2 separate regions of the Bombyx mori genome follow, and region 2 is linked to region 1. The links are chromatin contacts, called in public Hi-C maps. All regions are on one chromosome and are shown on one strand. The core of a region is the stretch at or near the end of the contact, and the rest is flanking DNA. Distances in the headings are between cores, read along the strand shown.

What was found. A called contact is a pair of places that touch in the nucleus more often than the background predicts.
Region 2: a Hi-C map of posterior silk gland shows a contact between it and region 1, with 2.3 times the contacts expected there. The contact joins the promoter of LOC101746019 here to the enhancer-like site in region 1. A contact is called at or near these places in 2 of 7 Hi-C or Micro-C datasets (posterior silk gland and whole pupa).

The regions. Positions count from the first base shown.
Region 1 is chr22:8,793,345-8,795,929 of ASM3026992v2, reverse strand. No RefSeq gene overlaps it. Among protein-coding and RNA genes, the nearest start is that of LOC134200980, 20 kb to the right of the region's middle. Within about 2 kb of position 1,274, at least 2 of the 8 cell types and tissues checked have open chromatin away from gene starts, as enhancers often do.
Region 2 is chr22:8,826,944-8,829,528 of ASM3026992v2, reverse strand. LOC101746019 (PR domain zinc finger protein 1) reads right to left here and starts at 1,300. Exons shown (of 8, transcript XM_062674951.1): 1 at 797-1,300.

The sequences.
Region 1 (2,585 bases), core at 25-2,524:
TCTTCTCAGTTTTCACGCGAGCCGCGTTTCCAATCCCGTGGTAGATTCTGCGAAGCATTGTTCTTGCTAAGGCTAGTGTTAGCAACGTCCACCGGTCACCGTCCTCGTCGAACCCGTCGCTTGCGACGAAGGGCTCGACGAGTAAATTAACCCATAGACACAGCCCACTGAGTTTCTCGCCGGATCTTCTCAGTGGGTCGCGTTTCCGATCCAGTGGTAGATTCTGCGAAGCACTGCCCTTGCTAGAGCCAGTACTAGCAACTTACCAAATATGAGCTCCGTGAGCTCACCTACACGTCAAGGAGAAGCTGAAATAGCCTCTCAGGGCCATCAGCATAGGTAGGAAAAAAAAACAACGTCCACAGATTAGAGCTCTGTGAGCTCACTTACTCGCCCAGTGAATTTAGTATAACCCCTCGAAATCACTAGAATAGGAAGAAAATTTAATAATAATAAAAATGAGTGCTTAAACAACTTTTATCTACAACCGAAACAGAAGCCCAAGCACAAAATGAACAGCGTTGTCCATATTGAAATTGAACGCTTAAGTTCTATTGATCCACTCTTTGTTCTTCAACAACAGTTCACTGAGAATAGCAATTATAGAAGAGGGTATTCAGTGTAACATGGGCCGTAAGAATATAACTTAGATGGCAATTGCTTAAACCGTAAACATTTAGATTTAATTATGTGTTCATTCACGGTTCACGCCCACTTTCCACGCTTCGCAATAACGAGATGTGATTATCATAATAATTGACTAGATAAATTCATAAAATAACAATGCGAGTGAGTTTATCTAGCTGTGCGAACGGTGGTTGATAGCGCAGTGTGTGATCACAAACCATGATATGCAGAAGGTATATTTTTTTGTCTTTTCACAGTGGTATTAATTTGGTGTAAATGTACTTCTTTTTCATTTGTACTATAGTTGATCAATACATGGACTAGAGCTTATACAAATCACAACATGAATTACATTTGTCCATGTCTCAGTTGTTATGAATAAGTACAGTCTCGTTCTTTATGGTAATAATTATCGCTTGCATTATATTCCATTTAACTAAGGCCTTAAAACTACATAAAATACTAGTTCACGGTGAAAGATACGTCCTTAAAGCCTATATATTATCTTTGATTATGATATCGGATCGTGTTAGTGTTGAAAGTATAATTAATGAGATTCACTATTGTTTTGTGAGACTTCTGTGTATTATTTCGATTGTGGCAGCAAATGTTAGTTTCCGCATTGCGCGGGACGCAGCTTGGCGCAGGGATCGCGCACCGCTACGATGCAGCCTGCAGGTACTATTTCCACGGCCGTTGCAACACGAACTACAGATGTGTTCAACATTTTGTCGTTTATGATTTTTAATATACAAATTATATAATTTTAAGAGATATTAAGGGCAGGTTAAGCTTTCGCTGCCTTTAAAATATGACACTTTAGAGTATGTTAATAGTGTCTAACCTGAACTTCGCAAATGATCGTTTGTTTGAGCAATCATATTATTATTATTATTTTACTTTTCGTTCAAAGTTGATTACAATTAACTGTTGGTTCATTTGAATCTTGTAAAATTTATACAGTTCATTTTTTACTGTATCAAAATTATTGTAATAAATTTGAAATACTCTTACGGATTCATGTATTTTAAATTTGTAATTTTAATCATATAATGAAACATATACCATTTTTGGGTATCTTATAAACTATTTACTGTCTAAAAAAGACAAAGTAATAAATATACATACGAAGTTTTACCATTAATTTTTTGTTTTTAACGCCCATCAATAGAATTCATATTTACACTTGAATATACATTTGAATCCTCGTTCTATGTACATATAACTAAAATCTATTTTTTTTTTTTTTTTGGTCAGGAGGAAATCGCCTTACTTCCGCCCTCCCCTGGGGATGGAGGGCGGGGCATGTCGGAGTCGAACTGACTAAAACCTCCTGTCGCTCAACAACCCGCGTCCGAACCTCGAATGAGACAGAACCCATGAAAAGGCAAAGGGGGGAAAGTGAAGCGTTTAGTGCACATCTCTCCCATCACCCTCCCCCTCGGGACGCCTGACCAGCAGTCGTCGGCGCCACGACCACCAGCCCTCTCGGTCGGCAGGCTATCCGGAGCCCGCCTAGATGGCGCCGGTTAGAATGGGTTATCCTACGGAATACCCCGCTGGGTCAGAACCAGCGTGGGTCGAGGATAGCCGGCCTTCCATCACCCGGATGCTCTTGCGTAAAATGCGTGCAGAGCAGCTTGCACGTCGTCTTCTTAGGCCCCCTTCGCCGGTCCCCAGACCGACAAATGAAGGGGACCCGAAACACTTAGAGGTCCAGGGCTTGGGCGAAATCCGCCTCCCTGGCCCCCGCTCGACGGCGCCGCGGCGGCGGGCTTGCGCGTCTCACACGCGCTCCGCCGCCTCCTTCTGCGAGACGGTGCATTCGCAGAAGTTGAGCATCGCCTTCCACGACTCGTCGTGGCCGAGCATCGATGCCACAACACTCGGCAACGACAAGTCGTTTCCTATTTTTGCGACGAGGACACGGCGCCACCCCTCCCATGCGGGGCAGGCGA
Region 2 (2,585 bases), core at 51-2,550, 34 kb before region 1:
ATAGGTTGTTTAGTATAGAGGTCGCGTTTAACAGATTTGTAGGGAAATTTCATGAAAATTTAATCAATATTAATTCAATGGATTGTTGGTTTATCAGTGCTTAACGCATTTGAATATATTTATAGTCTAAAATAAATTTCAATTATTTTCGTGATAAATAAAAATAATGGGTACATTCTAACACTAGTGTTACATAAAAGTACTAGTCTTAGAATGTATTCTTGAAATAGAAGATTTTAAATTATGTAAAATGATAAGACGATAAAGTAATTACTTATAATTTGGACCACTAATTCTAAATTAAAAATTAGTTGTCGAAATGTTTAATTCCAAACAATATCATGATTTACTTTATCCATACTATATAAGTATGAATTAGTACTAATGTGCAAAATGGAATCAACAAAATTCAAAAGAATGATTTTGTTTTCCTTAAAGACTATTGTGAAGTCATAATAACTAGTATTATTGTTAGTAGATTAGAATTTAAGTTTAACTTAAGAACAAAATATCATTTGAATTTTATCTTAAAAATAATCCACCCACTGTCTGGAAATACAGCTTTATCAAGTATCTTTATGACTATAGCTTATTGAAGATTTAAAACATTAAAATATAAATACATTAGATAGCTAAAGAAACCGCCAATATATGCGCAATCTTAAAACCAAATGAGTCTTCAGCACGCGTTGAAGTCTTTTCATTGTAATTTATTTGTAATCTTTACAGGATTATATACAATAAAATATTTAATATAAAAATATAACTAAAGTATTAACAAAAAAAATATACAAACCATTGAGTAGAAAAAAAAATCGATGAAAATTCGAAGAAAAATCCAAATCGTGAAATCCTAGTGGAAAATCTTAGTTTTTCACAGCACTTAAATTTAAATCCACACGTCACTTAAAAGGTCACTTAAAATTAAGGCAAAATAGTAAAAATAAGTCTTATGTTGAGATCTAAGTTGCTTTCAGTCTAGATAAATGCAAACGTAACACTAATGATATCGCGATTAGAGGGTCATGTTGGAGCGTTCTGCGACACTGCGTGGCGCACCGACACCTCCGGATAACTGATAAAATATAGCTCGGTTCATGGTCGGAGACGTCCTTCCTGCGCGGCTATCCGTGCACAGCGTCCGCTGCGGCGTTACCTGCGCCCGCGCTCCACAGCGCTGCTCTTCCGTGCTCCGGGTGAATGAACTGCTGCGAGCGAGCGAGACAACGACAGGCCCCCCGCACCGCACCAGCCCGCCCTTGCCCAATGCCATGGTCGAACCTCACAATTTTTCCCATCTGGAGCCAAGGTGATCTAGAAAAAGTGACAAATAACGTTTATCAATCTGGCCAATATACATACATATATAAACATTCATAATTATGGTTATAACATAATCGATTTTTCGTTGGAGTAAAGTGACAATTGTTTTGTATTATGTGTTTATGAATGCAACATCAATGATATACCCCGGTCTCCGGAGACCCATCTAGCGCTCTTCGCCGATGACACGGCTATCTACTACTCGTGTAGGAAGATGTCGCTGCTTCATCGGCGACTCCAGATCGCAGTAGCCACCATGGGACAGTGGTTCCGGAAGTGGCGCATCGACATCAACCCCACGAAAAGCACAGCGGTGCTCTTCAAAAGGGGTCGCCCTCCGAATACCACTTCGAGCATCCCACTCCCTAATAGGCGCGCAAACACCTCCGCCGTTAGCCCCGTCACTCTCTTTGGCCAGCCCATACCGTGGGCCTCGCAGGTCAAATACCTAGGCGTCACCCTCGACAGAGGGATGACATTCCGTCCCCATATTAAAACGGTACGCGACCGTGCCGCCTTCATATTAGGACGTCTCTACCCTATGCTTTGCAAGCGAAGCAAACTGTCCCTCCGTAATAAGGTAACTCTCTACAAAACTTGCATACGCCCCGTTATGACGTATGCAAGCGTAGTGTTCGCTCACGCAGCCCGCACCAACTTGAAGCCCCTTCAGGTTATTCAATCCCGATTCTGCAGGATAGCCGTCGGAGCACCATGGTTCCTGAGGAACGTGGATCTCCACGATGACCTGGAGCTTGACTCTGTCAGTAAGTATCTACAGTCGGCATCGCTGCGCCATTTTGAGAAGGCGGCACGACATGAGAACCCTCTCATCGTAGCCGCTGGAAATTACATACCCGACCCAGTAGACCGAATGGTAAACCGTCGACGTCGCCCAAAGCACGTCATTACGGATCCTCCTGATCCATTAACGGTGCTCTTAGGCACCACAAGCACCGGTCACCGTCCTCGTCGAACCCGTCGCTTGCGACGAAGGGCTCGACGAGCGAACTAACCCATAGACACAGCCCACTGAGTTTCTCGCCGGATCTTCTCAGTGGGTCGCGTTTCCGATCCGGTGGTAGATTCTGCGAAGCACTGCTCTTGCTAGGGTCAGTGTTAGCAACTCTCCGGTTGAGCCCCGCGAGCTCACCTACAAAGTTAGGGTGAAGCTGAAATAGCCTCTCAAGGCTATCAGCATAGGTAGGAAAAAAAAAAAAAAAAAAAAAAAAAAAGAATGCAACAATTTGATTTTTTTAAGG